2 separate regions of the Gasterosteus aculeatus genome follow, and region 1 is linked to region 2. A link is a contact called in public Hi-C data. All regions are on one chromosome and are shown on one strand. Each heading gives the region's core, a stretch centred on a gene start, on an enhancer-like site or on the middle of the called end of the contact. The rest is flanking DNA. Distances are from core to core; before and after follow the strand shown.

Region 1 (5,974 bases), core at 181-2,680, 91 kb before region 2:
CCAAACCAGTGTCAATCAGCAGCTCATCAATCTCTGGATATTTTCCATTTCAACTGGTGAGTAGGATGACAGACAGGCAGTAAAAGTGAGAGACGTATCAAACAATGTCCCACGTGTCCACCACCAACGCACAACATTCAAGCCGTCCTCCGATGTGATGATCTTAACGAGATGTCCACAAACATTCCGAAGCGCTCCAAGTCAAACATCACATTTGCAACACAAAGTTTGGGTTAAGGCTGCACCGCACGCCGCGTGCTGGGAGGAGGAACACTGAGGGAGGCGGGACGGGGGACCAAGGTCAGGAGGTTGGACTAAAGGAAGTGCAGACGGACAGACGTCCTCCTCCCGGCCAGCACCTCATCTGGGTGATGGCTATTTCAGGAAAAATAATGCAGCGTGAGGACACACGTCGCCCCCGGCTCTGCCCCCTTCTCCCCCTTCTCCCCCTTCCCCCCCTCCCCTCTTCTCTCTCTCTTCCCCACGTCAACAATAAACATCCTGCCTGACTTTTTTTCAACCTTGATCATTTCCCCTCCCGTCTTTGGCGGGAACACTCGGTCACGGTTAGTTAAGAGCGGACAGCGGTCAGGCCGCGGTCGAACCGCTGGACTCAAGGTCGATTTAAACTGCAGCCGGAGAGCACGTGCGGCGAGATGGATGGAGGTAATCACAGAGGGGAGGGGGAGGGGGGGCACTGAAGGAGCAGGTGTGAGAGGAAGCAATGCGAGATGTGGATGGACTCTGGCAACATGTGCCAGAGTGTCCATGTCTGCTCAAACAAACACAAACACAGCACCTTCCATCTCAGGACAACCAGAGCAGTCATGCCGCCGGTGGGTTCGACTGTGCACCAAAACAATATCACCACAATACGATATCACCATACGATATCACCATGATACGATATCATCATACGATATCACCACGATTTGATATTACCATACGATATCACCACAGTGCGTTATCACCATACGATATCACCATGACACAATATTACCATACGATATCACCACAGTGCGTTATCACCATACGATATCACCATACGATATCACCATACGATATCACCATACGATATCACCATACGATATTACCATACGATATCACCACAGTGCGTTATCACCATACGATATCACCATACGATATCACCATACGATATCACCATTCGATATCACCATACGATATCACCATACGATATCACCATACGATATCACCATACGATATCACCACAGTGCGTTATCACCATACGATATCACCATACGATATCACCACAGTGCGTTATCACCATACGATATCACCATGACACAATATTACCATACGATATCACCATGACACAATATTACCATACGATATCACCATGACACAATATTACCATACGATATCACCATACGATATCACCATGGTACGTTATCACCATACGATATCACCACAATACGATATCACCACGATTTGATATCACCATACGATATCACCATATGATATAACCATACAATATCACCACGATATGATATCACCAGCACAGAATATCACAGGTACAGCTGAAGCTGAATAAAGGGGACGTTTCTTCTCACCTGCATCTTCTGCGCCCGCCGCTTGTCGGCCCTCTGGTTCTGGTGGTAGATGCGGCTGAAGTTGGACACGATGACGGGGACGGGCAGCGCGATGACCAGCACGCCGCTCAGAGAGCAGATGGAGCCGAAGATCTTCCCCGCGATTGTCTTAGGGACCATGTCTCCGTACCTGTGAGGCGGGGAGGAGACACTGAGCCTAACGTCTCATCTTGTGACATTGTTCTCACACACAATTACACACACACACACACACACACACACACACACACACACAGAGCTTAAAGCTAAACCTCTAAAACAGAATGCGGTGTAGTTTGTATACGTAATCACAAATAAAGCAGAAAGTAAAGAGAGAGAGAGGGAGAGACTATTAACCTTTCACAGAAGAGGAGACGTCATTAAGCACAATGCAATCTGAAATATTTGCAAGTCAAAAGCTTGAAACCTCGAAGACGGAAAACACTATTATAATAACTGTTTTAACCCCCCGGCCCCCTCTGTGTAAGTATGAAGTGTTCAGGAATTAACGGTGGAAATAAAAGCAGGAGAACTTCAAAAGCTGAGACCAGGACTTGAGCTGAAAAAGCCACCTTTATTCATAATAGACCTCATTCTTCATTCACGGGTGAACAGTTCAGGTCGTTTGTTCCTGTTCTTCTCTAAGCAAGAGTTCTGCTAAATTTATTGGAACTGACTTCAAATAAACCTGAAACGAAAACCCTTTCAGCATCTGGCTTTACGTATAATTATGTAAAATGTTCCAATAAATCTAATGAATACATCCAAACATAAATACAATAAATCTAAATGAAGCGTCTTACACGTTCAAGCTAAATGTGTGTGTAAAAATAAAACTTTGTTCTTTTAGTAAATTCTGGTCCTTTCAGAGTCAAACAGACCATGAACATGAGTTTGCGGTTTATTTACATTACAGATTTTCAATACCAACGGCTGTAAATAAATTCCATTGGGACGTCTGATCCGGGAGCTTTATAAGTACAAGTAGCACCACAGTTAAGAGGAAACATCTGCATTTTCTGGCTGAACTGAGACCTTTTTTTCTCTAGAAGACGTTCCTCTGTGACGGAGCTCCATAAACGAACACTATTCTGCTCAGAAAGTCGAGCTGGTGGCGCTGCTTTAATGATCCTCTCTGTCACGGCGGGTTGGATGAAGAGAGTGAGCTCAGATGCTCACAGGTTCCAGCAGGACGGAGCTCAATGTGAAGCCGTTTAGGTGGCGGACGGTTTCCACACGCGCAAAGTGTCGACTTACCCACAACTTTAACAGCCTTTCTACCCAAATTAGGCAAGAAGAGCCCACCGGCGGGCCGGAGGCTCCCTCGCCCCCTCCCTCCCTCCCTCCCTCCCACGCCCCCTCCCTAACCCCCTCCCTCCCCCCTCCCTCCCTCCGCAGCATGTTTCCATGACGAGGGAGGAAGAATCGTCATTCATCTTTAGTGGGACCCTATCGGACGGAGCCCCCCCCCCCCCTCCAGCTCCACAGTCAATCTGCCGCTGCCCCTCAGGTGGAGCCGGCCGGCGTCTGGTGATAGCATCACCTCGCCGCTCCACCCAGATAAGACCGGCTCGCACACATTAGAGAGAAGAAGCGCTGCATGTGACACCTGTGTGTGTGTGTGTGTGTGTGTGTGTGTGTGTGTGTGAGATAAGGACTTCACTGAAGGTGGATGTCTGAGAAACAGATAAAGGGAGCAGAATAATTTACACGTGTACACGACATCTACTACATTTACTATTTATGCACCGATAGTTCTGATAGCAGAGCTCTTTTGTTTCTCTCCTCTTTTGCATGAAATTTGAATTACAGCGTTTAAATTCTAGAGCATGTCGCTTCAACTCCGGGTTAATTGATATTTCCATGCAAAAGTTTAGGTGCAAGTGACGGCTTGTGATGAAGTGGAAGAAATCAAGTGCTCCTTGTTAAGGTTCCAGAGAGGGAATCTTTGAAATGGAGACAACAAGAACCAAATCTCCCAACTGGAGGTTTCTGCTCGGATGAAACAAACATCCATGTTTACCCGTAGAATCCTTGTTACGGGGTTATTGTGTTTTTCTCCACTTCAGCGAGAATCACTTCACCTTGTGCTAACGGCCGCTAACGAAGCTAACTGTAATACAACCGGATCTCTCGCTCTGTATTTATACTGTATACGTATACGTATGTGCATAACTATATATATATATATATATATATATACATGAATCCTGAGACACAGACAAACGCAGCAGGTCCATCCACACGGGTCAGTGGACAGGTGAGGGTTGTCACAAGTTGTTGAAGGTCTCTGTGGGTCATATTAATAAGGCTTCGGGGGCACTGGTGGGGGGTCACAGAGGGGACTAAGTGCTGTCCTCACAGAAGCCTGAGGACACGTGGATCTGTGAGGATGGCCGGTCACGTGATGTTGGGTCAAGAAGGTGAATTGTACACAACCATGACAGCGTAAACGTTTGAGCTCAGCTATAATAAAAATGCAGAGAAGCATGATGCGTTCTAACCTTCGCCCACGGGTCTGCACGCCCAGCGAGAACGTGAATACAGGTTGTGTTGATTGTGTCGGGATGCTTCTCTTGAATTCTCAAGATGACTTCACAAGTACAAATGAGAACTAATCATTATCTAGGGATGTATTTGTTTAGTTGTTTCCGTCAGGTGCTAAGAAGCTTCAGCACCACAGACAGCGACTGGAGATTCTATTCATAGCAAATGAGTCGGCGTTGCACGTCCTGTTCCCTCGTCTCTAATTAAGAATCTTTCTTGGGTTAATTTTTGGTTTGGTTTAAGGTCTGTGTTTAATACCAGCTGAAGACACGTTAGAGTTTAGTTGTCTGATATAAAACAGGTCAGTGAACGTCTGGCGAATCTTAAAAAGAGTCTAAATCAGATGGAAGTGGAGCTCCTTTGTGGTCTAATGTGAAGTCATGTGACCGTGCAATCAACAACAGAGTATCTTTGTAGGCTTCAAGTCTTTGGTTAAGAACGGGAGATGGTCACAAATTGTCCATACTTTAATTTGTAGTCCATAGTTGAAGCCTTACAGGCATTAAAAACTGTCTTAATACCTGAAGATGTGTTTGGGTGTGAGAAGGTGGTATATCACAACATCACATACAACATATTCTACCGTCATACTTTGCACCAGGACAATGCGTGAACCTTGATTTAGAGAAATATAATATGATTTTGCCGAAATGTTATAAATTGTAACAATCCGAAATATGAGATTCATGAGTCCGGCTTGACAAAAATATCAAGGGCCAAGACATTTATTGAGAAAATACACTTATTTCTCCTGTGATATTCACAACTCCACCTCCACAGATGATGATGCCTCGTAACAAAATAAAAAACACACCGGCGAGTAGATGCGATCCGTCATTTTCATTGGGCGACCCGTCACGGGCCGCTGGAGCTGCTTTGGGTTCAGCCGAGTGAAAGACGGTTTCTCCGGGTCTTTAACCCTCCAGCGTCCATCCATCTGCACGCTCATCTGACATTTCATGGCCAGTCACTCCGATGGAAGCAGATCCGATGATACCGGGGAGAACCATCCGTAATCGACCCCCCCCCCCACAAATGTCACCGCGGGAAAGAAGGAAGGAAGGAGGTGCAGAGGACGAGCAGGTACCCCTGTAGGCCGAGGAGGAGATAGCGATAGCGTGGATGCTAATACGCAGAAGGTTCTGATCCGATCTATTCTCTGGAACTATTATAAGACGTATTTACAGCAAAGTGTTCGTAAAGGTCTGAGAGGGACGTGTGAGCCTGAGGGACACATGTAAACCCCTCTGAGCCTGACGGGCGGCATGGACTCTGCTATCGATCCTGATGGGTCACCCATCGGCATGCTAACGTACGTTAGCTACGTACGGGAACTACTGATGGAGTCGGGAGATGCGTTGCAGCTAAAACGGCGTTTGACCCTTAAGAATCGTATCCGTCTGGGGGGTCGTATTACAAGTTGTGTCGTAGATTAGTATCTTTGAATTTGTGCTCCTACAAAGACGTTAATGAATCGCTGAATGACTTTACAACAGCTCCGTCACTTTTGTTGGATAAAGATGTCTTCGTTTCATAAAAGCGAAGTTATCTGTATTCCGAGCCGACTTCCACTATCGCTTCATCCCTTCTGATTTATCCTTGATGTCCGAACGTCACATATTTCATTAGGGGAGTTCTCTGTTCTAATTAGACACCAGGCATAACTTAACTCACGGAACTGATTGCTTTACGAGTGTCCTTATTACAAGAGTTCAGAAGGTCCAACGATAGTCATTCTGTCCGAGGACCAACTCATTCGAGTCCTTCATCATCAGCTCTAATTGAAAAGGAGTCGGCATTAAAATGTTCATCGCAGGAGAGACGTCAATCAAAGAAGA
Region 2 (5,528 bases), core at 1,754-4,253:
TGGCATCGCTCATGGGTCCGTGGACTGACGTTATGGTGAACGCTACATGGAATGCACTTGTGCAGCGCTTTGCTAGTCCACTCAAAGTGCTTCATGCCTTCATTCGCCCCCTGATGACATCAGGAAAGCTCACACCGCAGCCACGGGAGCAACGCTGTGTCCTGCCCGAGGACACATGGACACGCGGGTTAGCAGGAGCTGCGATCGAGCCGCCACTAAATGACGTCATCGCCTCATTTGCATATGAGAGGGTACACACTTTGCCGAGAGGGTTTGGAAAGCCGGCAGATCTAGCAAGAAAGTGTTGATTTGGGTAAAAGTTGGAGGGAAACGAAGACGCTGTAGAGATCTCAGCGCTGATTGGCCAAGACTCGTCACATCACGACATCACCTTTTCTCCTAGTCCCCCCCCCCCTCTCCCTCCCTCCCTCCTCTGCACCAAATAAAAACTCTGATCTACGCGATCACGTGGACGACCTATTTAAAGTGACGGACGCAGTTCATTCCTCCTGACCTCCAGGTTGGGGAAGGCCGTGTCCTGCTTGTTTCCAAAAGCGCCTCCATACATGGTGAAGTCCTCGATGCTCATCTGATGAAGAGAAACAAACAATGTGCCCCAAGAAACTAGAAAACACACAAATATCATTTCAGACAAAGAATTCTTCAATCATAAGACTCATTATTTGTAGCTTGATTTTTACCTGAAACAACGTTTCACCACGATGGACAAACACGCAAAAAACCTCTATGCAGGATTCAGATATCGATTTAGAATGTCAACAGGATTAGTTTCAAACTATTAAGAACAAAAAATATTAAGATTATTAAGATGAATTGTTAATAACCCCAATACTAAAATGAATCAATCGTTGACAGGATGACACGGTAGTTGCTTTTTGTTCCATCCATCAAATGATGCATTAAATCCAGTATAGCTGAAGTAAAGCAGTGTAAACATGCGTGTGTACCTTGTCCTGGAGGAAAAGCACCACGTTTCGTGGCCCCTCATTCAGGGCCTTCTCCAGGTAGGAGGTGAGCTGCTGCTGCCCGATGATGTGACCGGCTGCAGGAGGAGGCTGAGTCGGTGACGAGATCCTGGAGGGGATTCAAATCACATGCAGCTGCAACGATTTGTCCAAACATGTAAGAATCTTACACAATTGTAAAAAGAAGTCATTTATTATGCAACACCAAGTATCTGATCATCTTTGAAAAACACAGTTCAAAACATTTGAAATGTAGTACAGTAAAAAGTCCATATTTAGAACAAAAAGCATAGAATACTTCAATAACGTCAAAGTAGCTCAAATTGTTTTGTAGTTTGAGTCGTAAACATTTGCACATGCATACACAGAAGCACCCCTTTAATTTCAATTATATTTCATGTATATTTCATATATACTTGTATTAATGTACTTCTAATTTCAATGTTTCTACTGTGTGAAAGTAGAACTTGAGCACTTCTCAATTGCTCCATCTTTTATCCATTCTTATGTTAGCTTCATGAACATTTATGGATTTGTATTTGAGTTATTCTTTTTTTTTTAAATTGTATTTAGCTGCTTGACACCAACAGAATTAACAAACTTGTTAAGAAGGCCGGCTCCATCATTGGCTGCAAACAGGACGGCTTGGAAAAGGTGTTGGAGGGGAGGTCACTGAAGAAACTGTTATCCATGTTGGATAATCCTGACCACCTGCTACAGGGACAGCGGAGCACGTTCTCCAACAGACTCCTTCAGCTCCGCCGTCACAAGGACCGATACAGGAGATCATTCCTGCCCAGTGCAATAACACTCTACAATACATCATCCCTGGCTAAATAATGACAATAACAACCCTGTACTGCTGTGATGTTGCTGCTCTTTCTTCTTCTATTATTATTGTCTCTTTTGGAAGGTTATTCTTTTGTTTCAGTTTATTTTATTTAATATTTCTCTTAATATATTGTATATAATGTGTATCTTTTTATTATATTTTCTTCCCTGTACATGCTGCTGTGATACCAAAATTTCCCTCTTGAGGAATCAATAAAGTATCAATCTATCTATCTATCTATCTATCTATCTTATGCTGTCCTTACCACTCAGGTCCCTCTTAGATATCTATATAATAACAGCCTCGGGTTCGTGTGGATGACTTAACGGTTATTTGTGATTAAATGAATGAACCCAATCACGTGACTGCTCACCCGTCAAACAGTCACGTCACCCGCCTAGTCACGTGACCAGGAATATTGCACCTGCCATTCACGAGGGTAACAGGGAAATACATATTCACTATTATAAAAAAACAACCTTTGAACGACAGTTGAGTCCGCATTTAAATTGGATTCTAGCATCCAACGTTAGCGGTCAATGCTAACGACGCCAACCGATGCCGTTAGCCGTTAGCGCTAGCTTAAAGGTAACCGTTAGAACCTCTTCTCAGAGACGGTAAAGCCGATAAAATGCCGCGGGACTCACCCGTCACTCGTCCACAGGAGGAGCGGCACCTGCTCGTCGCAGGACACCGAGCCCAACGCGTTCACCAAGAGCAGGAAAACGGCCATTCGCGCGAGGATGCCGCCGAGGTGAAGCGTCGCAGTCGCCTCCATCTTTCAGAGTCTCTGACAGCGGTTGACGTCGGAGGGCGCTCACGTGATGACGTCACGTGAAGACGCTCCTCTGCCTCCGTTCTCACTGCAGCGTCAAATTGCAATATAAAATGTTTATATACTTTTATTGAGGTGAGTTTTAAATACAGGACATTAGATTTGAAGCCAAAATCGTACTTTTAACTATTAATTAAAATGTCAACTAAACGTCATCAAGCTATGATGTCATGGGTTGAGCTGCACGTTCATCAGCTGCACCAATAAAGGGATGAAATCATTAATGCATTAATAATTATTCATGATTATAGATATTCCTCAGTGTCGGTTCTCCGTTATCTACCTTAGCTATATTTTGATGCTAATGTGAATGTATTTTTACTCAAGGAAAGTCAACAACATCAAGTACTTCTTCACAAGAATTCAGAGGTAAATATGCGTTATACTATTAACTATTAGGCAGGTACTGTACATACTGCAAGAACTACTCTGCTGTACTTTACATGAGTATTTCCAAATAGGATATAATACTTCTATTAAACTACATTTTTAAAAATCATGCGGCAACAACATTATTGGAGACTTAAGCGTCACGACACAAAATTAAAATTTAGAAAAGAATATTTATTGGCGTAGGAAAGAGTGTCAATCACAGTATTTGTAAAACAGCCACGGATTCTTTCCCCCGTTGTGAAAGCCTGCGATCTCTGTACATCTTTAACATTGTGGCATTCTGAGCTCCAAAGAAAACTTAACGGTTTAATACTTCATCTGAGAAAAGAAATGATTGGAAACTTCATGCGGCGCACAATCTGGAGGTGATGATGTAGGAGAAAAGAGGTAAAACATGGTGCTGATCAACCATTAGTAGCATCCGAACAATCATTTATTCTGCATGTTTATGTGCCAAACCGCTGTAAACGTTGACAGTGGGGTGCGGATTCCCTTCTTTAGGTTACAAGTCACGCACCTAAAATCCCTCCATGTGTTTGTGCACCGAGCAGCACGCGCTTACTGTCGTGAGCGCCGCCAGATTCAGCAGAACGCTCCTGGCTTTGTTAATCCTCAAGTAATGACGATTGTAATCAGCCTGATTAATGACCGGGTGACATCACACAAAGCCCCGCCCCCCCCGTCCTGTCAGTTGGGTTAAGGCTGCGAGGAATCACACCGGCGAGGAGATGAAAGAAGAAACGGTTCCGTAAGGCTATCGCTTCATTTTGAATAGACTTCCTGACAGGAAACAATACAGCATTACCGTTACCGTTTGTACTTTTATCGCTCTGCTAATTCTAAAGTGTTCATGTGGCGACACACAGGGCTTTTATTGTGAAACATTATGAACAGGTTTTTTTAATATCACCGTGTGCAGCATGAAGTCAAGACGGTTTATGGCACGGTGGGAAAAAAAGGCTGATTATCGACTGATTTCTTTGTTAAAAACCTCCTGAGTTTATTAGGCTGCAGTGTAAACAGATGTTTCTCTTTTGCTGTATTTCTGATAAAAGCAGCTGCTCCACGAGCGTTAAACTGATCCAGCTCTAAAAGGCTAAATCTATTTCGCCCAACGAGGTACCGTTTGCATCCCAGGTGAGATCCAAAAGACACCGCTGCAGCTTCCGCTTGTCGCCACAGGCGGCGCCACGGAGCAGCAAGCGCAGATCACGTGGGTTTAACCTCGCTGTGAGGGAGAGAACACGGCGGGTAAAAGGTGTAAAATAACATGAAATGCAGCTGAGCGACTCCGGCTCCGACGTGCGCGTCCTTGATTACCACCCGGCTAAATTAAAAGGACAAACTACTTCCTGGGTCGGCGCTGCTCGTTAGGGTCAAACGTACGTCGTGCCGCGAGGACTCGTCCGCCGCCGACGCCATCGGTTTGATGAGAACCGCAAAACATGCTTGTAAGTAGAGAAGAGGAAGAGAAACTAAATCATCATCGGCTTGGAGCTTTGCCACCAGCATGCAGTCTGGACCCAGGACGCAGTCTGGAGTCAGGACGTGGTCTGGATCTGACCGTGGAGGGCCTCGGCCTGAGCCTTCAGGCTCCGGAACTCCTCCTGGATGAAGTCGGTCAAGGTCTTCCTCATCTCCAGCTGAAAGCAAAGGTTTAGAGACGGGTTCTTGAAGTTCTGGAACACCAGTGGAGCCGAGTAGATCAAACTTTCTCAAAAGTTCTTGTCGTAGTTGACGATGCAGTTCTATTCATTTTTTTGAGCAAAATAAAAGCCAAATATTTGCTGGTTTCTGCTTCTGAAATAAGAGAACTTCCTTTTCCTCATGTTTCCTTTTAACATTGTTGGTTTTGGGGATTTCTGGTTGAACAAAAACACCTTGAAGGAATGAAGCCATTTTCTCCACATTATTAACACACTCCAAACAAGTAGGAAAACTCTATAAACAACAATAAAATAAACATCAGCAGATAAACAAGTGCAAGATGGGGTGCAGGATGAGGGGGCAGAGTCAGTGGGGTCCTCAGGCTTTATTCATTGGTATTTAGCTGAAAGTCAGTTCATTTCACATTCATTTGTCACTAAATAAACTTAAATAGAAACCTACGGTTATTTTAATCTATTTGGAGTCCAGCTTGTTATCCAATAACCAAAAGACCCAAACGTTCAAGAAATCACTTAAGAAGAAATTCACATTTGAGGAACAGAATTTGTGCCCCAGAGAAGATGCTTTATTATCACAAAAAGGTTTTTCCGTTTATACATGAAACGTCAAATAAAGGCTGGACCTCTTTATTTGAACTGAAGCAGCTCGAGTCTCTACTCGAGTCTCTAGATGCGTCACTGTGTGACGCCATGTGACCTTACGGGTACCTAACGTGACCTAACGGGTACCTCTTTGGTGCGATCTGGTCTCACCTGGCTCTTGTTTTCTGCTCGGAGGGATTCAACCAGCTCTTTCATGCTGAACGGTTTCCCCA

What was found. Hi-C and Micro-C count contacts between places; a contact is called where the count stands out from the background.
Region 1: a contact with region 2 is called in a Hi-C map of skeletal muscle, with 3 times the contacts expected there. The contact joins the enhancer-like site here to the promoter of atp6ap1a in region 2. A contact is called at or near these places in 2 of 6 Hi-C or Micro-C datasets (both in skeletal muscle).

What each region holds. Positions count from the first base shown.
Region 1 is chr2:1,238,352-1,244,325 of fGasAcu3.hap1.1, reverse strand. It overlaps LOC120828718 (A-type voltage-gated potassium channel KCND3), which reads right to left. Exons shown (of 8, transcript XM_040192238.2): 3 at 1,572-1,740. Among protein-coding and RNA genes, the nearest start is that of ddx20, 22 kb to the left of the region's middle. Within about 2 kb of position 1,430, at least 1 of the 9 cell types and tissues checked has open chromatin away from gene starts, as enhancers often do.
Region 2 is chr2:1,149,144-1,154,671 of fGasAcu3.hap1.1, reverse strand. It overlaps atp6ap1a (ATPase H+ transporting accessory protein 1a), which reads right to left and starts at 3,003. Exons shown (of 11, transcript XM_040193260.2): 1 at 2,466-3,003; 2 at 969-1,095; 3 at 515-589. The coding sequence starts at 2,596. tafazzin (tafazzin, phospholipid-lysophospholipid transacylase) reads right to left here. Exons shown (of 11, transcript XM_078081575.1): 10 at 5,467-5,528; 11 at 3,197-4,689. The coding sequence ends at 4,588.